3 separate regions of the Sus scrofa genome follow, and all the other regions are linked to region 2. Evidence: chromatin contacts called from public Hi-C data. All regions are on one chromosome and are shown on one strand. Each heading gives the region's core, a stretch centred on a gene start, on an enhancer-like site or on the middle of the called end of the contact. The rest is flanking DNA. Distances are from core to core; before and after follow the strand shown.

Region 1 (3,620 bases), core at 529-3,028, 820 kb after region 2:
CAGATCCCAGCTGGAGCAACCTATGCCATAGCTGTGGTGGGGGATTGAACCTGAATCCTTGGCATTTCAGAGACACAGCCAATCCTGTCATGCCGCAGCGTGAACTCCAGCATTATAATTTTTAATGATCGTATAGCATTCTTTTTAAGTTCCCAATGAGAGACATTCAAGCTGTTTTCAGCTTTTTGACATTATAAATAATGCTGTGGTAAATATCATGGTGCATACATTTTTTAAAAAGCTTTTAAAAGACTGAATTTTAAGTGCTTTAATATATAATAACTTCTGTATCTCAAAAGCGCATGGAAGGGATTTCCTGATATTCCCTCCAGACTTGCTTTACCATAGCCTTCTCTCTCTAAGTTAGGTGCAGCTTCATCTTGCCATCAGCTCAAGCAAGCAAACCAAAAACCAAGTACTGGAGTCATCCTTTGGCTCCTCTCTCTCATGCCTAAATCCAATTAATTGGCAAATTCGATTGACTCTTTCTTCCAAATAAACCCAGAATTTAACCATTTCTCATTACTTCCACTGATCTGCATCACCATTATCTCTTGCCTGAATAACTGTAGTGGCCTCCGAAGTAGAGTTGCCATATTTAGCAAATAAAATGACACCCCGTTAAAAATTGAATTTCAGATGAACAACAATTTTTTTAGCATAAGTATGTCCCCTTATTGCATTCTCCATGCAGCAGCCAGAGGGATTCTTTCAAAAAGTCAGAATAAGTCTCTCCTTTGTTCAAAACCCTGTGATGTCTTTTCATCTCACTTATTATACAAAGCAAAAAAAACCTTAAAGCTGAGGCCTTGCAGGATCTGCTCCCAGCAGCTTTTTCCTCTTTGATTTTATTGGTCCACTGTCCTCCCCTGGCCTCTGGTTGCACTTCTCTTCTCCCAGGTATAACTAACCTCCTTTAAGTCTTTGCTTACATTACGTGAGGTCTTTCCTAGATCGCCCTGTTTAGAAGTGCACGCTTCCCTTCACTTTCTCTATATTTCTGCAGCACTTCCTCTTTTAACGAACATATCATTTACTTAGTTTATTGCCCTTCCCCTTTTACCAGAATTTAAGTTCCATGAGGGCATTTTTGCTCTTATTGTTCACAGTGGCATCCCTGGTGCTTAGAATACTGCCCGGCTCATAATAGATGCTCAATAAATATTTAATAAATGTCGAATTAAGGAAATGATTTCCAAATCAATAAGTAGCTTTTATTTGTTTCACTAGGAAGACTCCTCTCACATTCCGATCATTCAGCATGTTATCTATTCTCAGTCATCACGTAACTGCTTTAATTCCAGAGAAGCCATTTTCTGTAATTCTGTAATGGTATAAAACATTTAGATGTGTAGACAGGGTCCTAAGGTATAATAATATCTTAAAATTTAGATATTATAAATAGACTCAGTTTATACGGATTAGGAAATAAAGACCCGGCAAAGGGAATTACTTGCTCAATTCCTAGCTTGGGCGGCGCTGAGTACAGAACCTACGTCTCTAACTATAATACTCTGCCAACTGGCCTTTAGATCCCTTTCTGTTAACTTGTTTGGATTAAGCTAACAGTGAAAAGCTCTAAAGACTCAGAGACAAAAACTGTCAAAAGCCAAGCGCTTCCCCCACCCCTTCAGTCAAGGACCCAGCATTTTGCATTTGAATCCAGCGTGGCGGGAAGCGGAGGGCAGGTGTCAGGAGGGGCGGGGAGGGGCCGCCAGGCCCCGCCAGCCAATCAGAGCGGGCGGGGAGCCTCCCTTCCCCCCCGGCGTCCACGCGCCAAAATTCCAAACCCGATATCGCGCCACTACCCGCCGTCTCCCTCCGCCGAGCTCAGCGAGCCGGAACTATCTAAGAAAAAGAAGTCAGCGGTTTCTGCTCACTGTCCGCTCAGGTCGTCCACACTATCCGTGCGGGCTCTCTTCAAATTCGGCCCAAAGTCCTTCGCTCTATAGATGTGGGGAAAGTTTCGAGCCCGCCGACGTAGAGTGGCCGCGTGGGCGGAACAGGAGGCGGAAGGATTCCGAGTGCGCGCGCTGCGGCCACCCGCGCGCAGCTTGTGGCGCCAGAATTCGGAGCGCGGAAGCGCCTGAGCGGCTGTTTCCCAGTATCGGGTCCGTCTCCCGCCGCGGACGCTCTGCGGAAGAGGGAGAGAAGATGGTGGTCCTCCGCAGCAGCCTGGAGCTGCACAGCCACCCCGCCGCCTCGGCCACGGACTCCTTGGACCTGTCCAACGAGTTCCTCAGTCTGGAGCAGATCGGCCGGAGGCGGCTCCGCTCGGCCGGCGCCGCTGAGCAGTCCGCGGTCACCGCGGCCGCCGCGGGCGTGAGTACCAGCCTGGGGCAGGCCCCTCGGTCGGGCCTGGGGGACTGTCTGTCTGGTGCCCCGTCGGGCCTGGGGGACTGTCTGCCTGGTGCCCGGTGGAGCCTGGGGGTGGGGTGGGCGGTCCTGGTGACAGTTGGCGCGGGGAGAGAAGAGGCGTGTTGGGAGGAGTGTTGTCGAGGACAAGTAAAATGGAAGGCTTTTCAAGATCGGAGCCCGAGGAGGTGTGGGGTGGGCGAAGAGATGGGGCAGATTGCAGGAGGGCTAAGCCGTTGGTTACTACCTACTTTTACGCCAGAGGAAACCCGAGCTCCCCGGAGGCCAAGTGCACTTGGAGGCCAACCCTTGAGTTGGGGGCTGCCCCGCCCCAGCTCACACACCTCCCTAACCAATCTCCCAGGCTCCGGCTTTAGGTTCGCAGGAATCGCGAGCCACACGCCTGTACTGAGCGCTTACTGTATGCGTGACATGTTTTAGAGGCCGCGGCAGATAGAAAGAGTGTGACTCAGGTTCCCTGACTTTCATTTACGATCTAAGAGAGGTTCGGTAATCAGAACGCAATGAATAATACCAGGTTGCGTAATGTGCAGGGATGGAGAGCGACATTTCAGGTACATCTTCACTTAAGCCTCCTAGCAGCTCCATGAGAATGGAGAGTTGTGATATGAATCTCACAGATGAAAAAAACAGCCTCGAGGTACCCAGTAAGTGATAGATCTAAAACTGGAACTTGGATTTTCTGCCTACACAACCTTTCTCTTTCTGTTATTTCATACTCCAGTCATAAGCAAGGTCTGTAAGGATTCCAAGGAGGTGGAGCAGTAGGTCTCCTTGAAAGAAGTGCTTCTTCTGGGTCTGAGGTACAGGTGGAATGTTTGGTAGATTTAAGGCTGAGGGAGAGAGTCCCTCCACCTCCCCTTCCGCGGGTGGAGGGGACAGCGTTAACAAAAGGTTAGAGAAATTGAGGAAGCAAGACTAGCAAAGTTAAGGCAGCAGGAAGTAGTCTAGTTCTGTTATAGGGAAGTGGGCATGGGGTTGGGAAAAATAGGACCAGAGAGAGAGTTAGAACTGGGAAGCCAGAATAAGAGGCCAAGGGGAGGTTTGTGTGGTGGGAGAGAGTGACAAAACATAGGTAAGAGAGTGATCGCTGTATGAAATCAGTTGTCAGTATCTTTTTTTAGAGCCCCCCCCCCACATGCTAGTTGTTCCTCTACTGAGGGAATGAAAGAGTTCATTCAGTTTCTGAAATTGTGATCCGAATTGAAAAAACAAATAATTTCCTGACTCTTAGGATGTGTTTC
Region 2 (3,628 bases), core at 598-3,097:
GAGCCATACTGCTTCTCCCAGATAGGTAGCTCCTTCTTAGTGTGTTAATGGAAGACAAACGAAATGACATGTATTAGTTTAGAGCCTGCCTTCTGGGCCACAAACTATTAAAGCAGATTACCAGGAGACAGGAGGGGTGAGACCCCAGCCTGAGCTGATGCTTTAAGGATCACTCACATGTAGATCCTCCTGGCTCAGGATCCAACTTCTCTAGCCAACCAGAGGACAGGGGCGGCATTCCAGATCCAGGACTATGTGATCCACGTGGGGAGCATAGGATTTCACTAGCTGGATGTGCAGGATTTGTGTTTTCCATGGCTTCCCGTGCACCTGCCAAAGAAGTGTGGCAAGGCGAGTTTCTGCAGCTTCCGCCCACCTTTGCCACTCTGGCTTGATGGCCGCTGATTGCATTTCTCTCCTAGAATCACTAGCAGCTCCATTTTTCAACTGGTTGGTGATAATTTGCTGAAGAGAAGGCCGATACTCCTTTTCCGTTTCACTGCTTCCAGTAGGCTGCAGCTTCTTCCCCGGGAAAGACTCCACATTTTGGTGAATATGCAAAATGCCTCCAGCATCCTGTCTTAGCACTTGGCAGGCAATAGGCCAGCCTTCTTCAGAGCTGGGAATCAGCCCCAGGTTCACCCTGTCTGCGATGTTTGAGAGCCTCAGTTTTCTGTTATCCCCAAAGTGTATTTGGCACCGATCTGCTACTCCATTGAGCTCAAGGTTATTTCTCAGCGCAACTACAGCATGGGGGTTCCACTCACAGGCATGGACGAAGGCAGCACCAGCATGAACTAGGAAAGGCAAGGTAAAATAACCAATCCCCGCATAGAGATCCACCAGCACCTCTCCAGCACAGGGCAGCGATGCCACACGAAGCTTCTCGGTGATGTTTCCGAAGGAGAACATGCATTGGGTTACGTCAAACTTATACCGGATCCCATTATCCACATGCTCTACCCAGCCATGGTCGCCCAGCAGCAGACTCACAGCTGGAGTTCTAGTGCCATCGGGTGATATCCGCCCTCGTTTGGCCAAACGCCGGACTCCAAGTGCCGAGGCAATAGTCTCCCAGAGTTCTGGTTCCAGATTTCTCCATTGCTTGGCTTGGAAACAGCCCTCACTCAGCAACAAGAGGTCACCGTGTCGCTGCCAAGATCGGGGCAGATCAGCCTCCAACTCCGCTGACCACGTAACTCCGCGGCTCTCTGCCCAGCGACTCACCTCAAGACACAACCTTTGGGCAGGTGAACAACCCTGGGTTTTCTTTGAAGGAACCGGATGCAGGAGCTGCGTTAGCACACAGGTGCTGCCTGGAGCCACACGATCCCTCAGCTCTCGCAGGTGCTGCTCAGAGAGGGCCTCTCCCAGCACCGGTAGCGCCACGGTACCATCAGGCATCTTTTCCACACGGTGCTGTCTATCCAGGAGTTTTTGCTTCTCGAGATACTCCCTGTACCGCTGGGTAAACCGAGGTTCAGTCACAACTGCGACAACAGACGCGGGCTTCCCTCCTTCCTTTTCCATGCTGCCTGCCCCACATTCTTTCGGATTCCTTCCACCAGACTCTCTAATCAGAGTCCACACACCTACGGCAGTACATTCACACGCCTAGGGGCGCATAGGGCCTGCCGGGGCCGGAAGTGAGGTCAAAAGGGCAGGCCGGAACTAAGTGATACTTCGCGCTCGTTGACGAACGGCGCCGCTTTGGCGGTGTGAAGCCGCTGCCGCCATCTTTGTTGTGGCTGGCCATTAGTAGCCGGTGCCTAAGCGAAAATTAATGACACAAAGGGGTTCGATCCCCGGCCTGGGAACTTTCTCATGCGTGGGCGCTGCCAAACGAAGAAAAGACAAAAAAAAAAAAAAAAAAAAAAAGGAAGGAATTCTGTTTCAAAACTTCAAATTATTTGGTATTCCTCCATAACCTTCATGCACTCTCTTCAGTGCTTCTCACAGACCCAAAGAGAGACATGCCCCGGGAACGATGGGTTCAATTTCGAGAAAGCCTTCTCCTAGTTTCTTGTTTCTCCCAGATCAGCGTCAGGTGCCAATATTGGTTGAGAGTGAAGAACCAGAGGTAGCTTCATCATTCCTTTTCCGAAGCAAGGATGGTCACTACCACCTCCCTATCCCGTGGTTTATGACACAAATGGTTGGAAATCAAAAGGATCTGAGTTCAGGTAAATCATACCACCTCTCAGACATAATCTTTACCTATAAAAAGAGAATTATGTTAATTTCCTCAGAGGATTGCTACAGTGATTAGAGATATTATGTATAAAATGCTTTGAACAGTGACTAATAAAGAGTAGATACTCAGGGGATGCAAGCTGGCCTGGGTCACCCAGGAAATCAGTGGTAGAGGGCACCTCCCAAAAAGGCGACTGCCCCAGCATCACAGAGGTGTAAAGCCTAGAAGTTACATCTTGATACCACAAGAATGTAAGGTCACACTGAGGCCGAGAAGGAGCCTAGTTTAAAGAGGATTTCCCTGAAGAGCTACACCAGCCCTGGACTTCTACATTAAAATAGATATACCTCCCCACCCACCGCAGAGCTGCTGTTTTGGACTTTCCATTACTTGCTGCCAAATACACTTACACATCCGGATTAACTATGTCACTAAGGGATTTCTAATAGAGATTGATGGAAAAAGTCCCAGTGGGAAAGAGTAGGGTCCCCGAGAGCCCTGAAAATCCAAACCATCTGAAACCCAAGAATTCAGAGGCTTCCGCTACTTTGGTGCTGGTTCTTGCTGTCATCTAGTGGCAGTATTTTGGAACTAAAATTCTTTCTAGGAAATGCAAATCAAAACAACAATGGGATACCATCTCCAAGCCTGTCAGAATGGCTGTCATCAAAAAGACAAGAGGAGGAGTTCCTGTCGTGGTTCGGTGGTTAGTGAATCTGACTGGGAACCATGAGGTCACAGGTTCGATCCCTGGCCTTGCTCAGTGGGTTAAGGATCTGGCATTGCCGTGAGCTGTGGTGTGGGTCGAAGATGCGGCTCGGATCCCTCATTGCTGTGGCTCTGGCAGCTACAGCTCCGATTCAACCTCTAGCCTGGGAACCTCCATGTGCTGCAGGTGCGGCCCTAAAAAGACAAAACGACAAGAGGAGGGAGTTCCCACTGTGGCTCAGCACAAACCTGACCAGTATCCATGAGGATGCTCAGTGGGTTGAGGATCCAGCATTGCCACAAGCTGCGGTATAGGTCGCAGATGTGGCTCAGATCTGGCATTGCTGTGGCTGTGGCATGGGCCAGCAGCTGTAGCTCTGATTCAACCTCTAGCCCAGGAACTTCCATAGGCTGAGGATGTGGCCCTAAACAAACAAACAAACAAACAAACAAACAAAACAGGCAAGAAACAAGAGTGTTGGTTGACAAGGATGTGAGGAAAAGGGAACTCTCATTATACACTGTTGGTGGGAATGTAAATTGGTACAGCTACAATGGAAAACAGTATGGAGGGTCCTCAAAAACTTAACAAGAGAACTACCACAGTGAGTCAGGGATTCCACTTCTGCGTATTTATCTGAAGAAAACAAAAACACTAATTTGAAAAGATCTATGCGCCCCTGTATTCACTGCAGCACTACTTATAACAGCCACAACCTAAGTGGC
Region 3 (3,383 bases), core at 752-3,251, 900 kb after region 2:
CCCTAAAGTGGGAGGACTCTGAGCTGCTGGCATTGGGCAGTGAACCAGGCAGACAGCTTAAAGAGAAGAGGAGGTGACTATAAACTGATGCTAAAGAAGAGGAGGAGGATGGGTGGGAGAAAAGGAAAAAAAGGGAGGGAGGGAGGAAGAAAGGAAGGAAGGGAGAGATGAGAGAGGAAGAGAAAAGGAGAGAGAGAGGAAAGTGAGACTCATATTCATTAGTCCATACCCTTAAAAGGGTCTCTAGCTATCCTTGATCTTTCTGACTGCTCACCTTGCTTGATTTTTATTTTTTAAGGGCCGCACCTGCTGCATATGAAATTCCCAGGCTAGGGGTCCCATTAGAGCTACAGCTGCTGGTCTACCCACAGCCACAACAACTTGGGATAGGAATGCATCTGCGACCTACACCACAGCTCATAGCAACGTTGAATCCTTAACTCACTGAGACGAGGCCAGGATCGACCCCACATCCTCATGGATACTAGCCGGGTTGGTAATCCTTTGAGCCACAGTGGAAACTCCCCGGCTTGATGTTTTCATGCTCATGTTTTTTTGCTTGGTTACTAGACTGTAATCTCCTTGAAGACAGAAATATTGCCTGACTCAGCTTTGAATCTTCCACAGTACCTGGAATTCACTTATGCTCAAAAACCTAGTCGTTAAAGGCATGAACAAAAAAAGTGAATTTCTGTATCAGAAGCTTTTCCTTTCCTCAGAGATAAATCTTAGGCAGTTTTCAGTGGGCACAGTACTGCCCCCTAGGGGGCGTGCTGAAATTTTGTTGGGGCTGTTTTGGACTGTAATTATATTGGTGCCAGAGTTTTTCCATAGTGGAAAATGTATTTTATTAGTATTTTTGATATTAGTTTAATATTTTAGAATAAGTTACTTTCACTTATTTCACCTTTATGTTATCAGAACATTACAGTAGTTTCTTGTAGATAGTTTACATTATCAATGAATTTAATTCCAGGAGAGTTAAAGTGGTGTTAAAGTTTTGTTGTATACACAGAGTGTTGAGCATGGCAGGACTGAGCACCTATGTTTGCAAGATTAAGCTTTGCTTGCTTCTGCTTCCACAAGTTCTAGTATTCTAAGATAAAACAAACAAATAAAAGAAGCCGATGTGCACTGATTTCAACCATCAGGCTTTCACTTTAAGCAACTGCATGTTTTAGGATTAATGTGGCTCAGTGGAGCGCTGCTGTTAAAGCGCAGAGGGTCCATGCCCGGGGTGGGGGCGGGGAACGAACATCAAGGCGCCGGAAAGTTCCCACAGGTCCTGGCCGGAGATTCTGTGAAGAGTAGCCTGGAAGGTGATTTGTTTCCCTTTGCTTTGGTCTGTACTTTTTTCCTTGTAAAAAATGATGTGGGGAGGGGAGAAGGGACGAAGAGAAATGGGGAGGGTAGTTTTTCCCAAAGCCTGGGTCCTTAGCCGGCCTCCTTTGCAGGGCTGGTTCGCATTGAAGCTGTTCAGTATTTGACGACCACGGCTTGAAAAGAAAGCCCCCCACAAGAGTGACTCGTGAGGGGGAGAGGGAGGGCTTTCGGGGAGCAAAGGGTGGCTCCGTCTTGCCCCGCGGTTCAAAGTGAGGTTGGATCGAACTTTTGGTATCAGCGGGTGGAGGGACGGCTTTTGATGTTGGAGTTGGAGGCAAGAGGTGGCAGGGCAGCAGCTGACAGGGGGTGGAGCTTCGGGCTAGAATCCCGAAGGGTTTCAGAAAGACCCGACTTCTATTGACAGTAGGAGGGGCTCCCGACGAAAGGGGCGGGCTTGGACAGTACTGCCACCAAATGGGACTTATGACAAGGGGCGTTTCTCAGGATCCAGCGGTGACTTTAGGAAGAAGGAGCGCCCGGGGGCGGGGCCACAACTGACAGAAGGCGGGGCTGCCTTCTGGATTGACCTGAGTGAAGAAAAGGCTTCTACCGATAGCGGGCGGAGCTAACACCAGCAAGGGGCGTGGCCGCTTCGAGACTTGGAAAAGGCGGGGCTTCTGTTGACAGAGGGGCGGGGCGGCCCCCTACCTCTCGCCCTGCGCCAATCCGGGGGTGGAGGCCAGGGTCGAACCCCAGGGGAGAAGCAGGGTCTGCGAGTGGAAAGCGTGGCGCAGAGCGGGGTGGGGGCGCGCGGAGGGCGCGCGCGCGCGGGAGGGCCCCGCCTCGGCCGGCTCTTCCCCTCCCCCGCTCTCGCCCCGGGTCGGCCGCTGGGGCGCGCGCCTGGCCTAGCACCCCCACCCCAGACTTTACGTTCCACCGAGTCTGCGGATCTGCTGAAGCCGTGAGCCGGACCGCCGAGCGGTTCCGGGTGTAGGGTTCACAGGTCAGAGTTGACTCCTTGAAAAGTGCAGCCGGTTTGAAATGCAAGATGGCGGCGGCGGGGCGCTGAGAGGCGCGGCGGCCCCTGCAGGTAGCGGTGCGAGCGGGCTTCGCGACGAGCGGCCCCGGGCATCCGGGGCTGCGGGTAGGAACCCGCGGCGCAGAGCCCGCGGCCAGTGCGGCGGGCCGGGAAGGCGCGCGGCGCGCGGGCTGGTTGGACGAGGGCGGCCCGAGGGCAGAGACCCCGGGGGGCTGAGCGCGCTCCGCGCCGCGAGTGGCCAGGCTGACCGGCTCGGGGCTTCCGAGGGGGAGGGACCTGGCCTGCCTGGGCCGGATCGCCGACGGGGGACAGACCCTGAGCCTCTTTTGCGTTCTCGGGTCTCTGCGGCCGCGGAAGGGGCTGAGGGTGGGCTTGTACGGGGAAATCTCAGCACCCCTCTCCTCCCCCGCGGCTACGAGAGGACCGAGCAACTTGAGATTATTGAAGGGAGTGAGGACCGGGTCTCCCTTAGAAGGGGGGGGGCGGGGGCCGCAGGGACGGAGCGCACCAGCAATGTCGAGGGTCCCTGGGGAGGAGATCGGGAGCCGGGCCCTGCCCTGCGGGGGCGTGTGGCCTCGTGGGGACTCGGTCTCCCTGAGAGTCTGGGGAGTCATCTCTTGCTGGAGCTGAGCGCACTGGCATTGCGGTTGGAGCTCGGAGAAACCCGTCTGGGAAAGGCTGTACCTCCACTTCAGGAGAGGCTGGGCACCCATTTCGGGGCGAGTCTCAGAGTTGAGACCTTAAGAACTATATAAGGTTTTGAAGAAGCCCTGGAACTTTGGGAGAAGTTGATTCAAGAAAATGTAAATATTATCTGTCCCTTTAAGGAGGAAGATGAGGAGGCTGACTGGGGACCGCTCCAAGCCTTAGGGCCTAAAGGGAACGGTTTCCAGATCTTTCCGAGGAGTGAAGGGCTAGGAGGGAGCTGTGAGAGGAAGGGGGTCTCATGGTAGGAAAGAAGAGCCCTGGCTGATGCCCTTTCCGTGTGTGTGTTTACTCCAAAGTTCTAGGGAAAGGGACT

The links. A called contact is a pair of places that touch in the nucleus more often than the background predicts.
Region 1: a contact with region 2 is called in a Hi-C map of liver, with 4 times the contacts expected there. The contact joins the promoter of ATAD2 here to the promoter of TRMT12 in region 2. A contact is called at or near these places in 1 of 5 promoter capture datasets (liver), 1 of 47 Hi-C or Micro-C datasets (liver) and 1 of 2 datasets of contacts at active chromatin or transcription factors (alveolar macrophages).
Region 3: a Hi-C map of liver shows a contact between it and region 2, with 7 times the contacts expected there. The contact joins the promoter of ZHX1 here to the promoter of TRMT12 in region 2. A contact is called at or near these places in 1 of 5 promoter capture datasets (liver), 2 of 47 Hi-C or Micro-C datasets (liver and skeletal muscle) and 1 of 2 datasets of contacts at active chromatin or transcription factors (alveolar macrophages).

What each region holds. Positions count from the first base shown.
Region 1 is chr4:16,010,500-16,014,119 of Sscrofa11.1, forward strand. It overlaps ATAD2 (ATPase family AAA domain-containing protein 2), which reads left to right and starts at 1,779. Exons shown (of 28, transcript XM_001926030.7): 1 at 1,779-2,322. The coding sequence starts at 2,155.
Region 2 is chr4:15,195,295-15,198,922 of Sscrofa11.1, forward strand. TRMT12 (tRNA wybutosine-synthesizing protein 2 homolog) reads right to left here and starts at 1,848. Exons shown (of 2, transcript XM_013996494.2): 1 at 178-1,848. The coding sequence starts at 1,530. The coding sequence ends at 211.
Region 3 is chr4:16,098,779-16,102,161 of Sscrofa11.1, forward strand. It overlaps ZHX1 (zinc fingers and homeoboxes protein 1), which reads left to right and starts at 2,002. Exons shown (of 4, transcript XM_013996503.2): 1 at 2,002-2,413.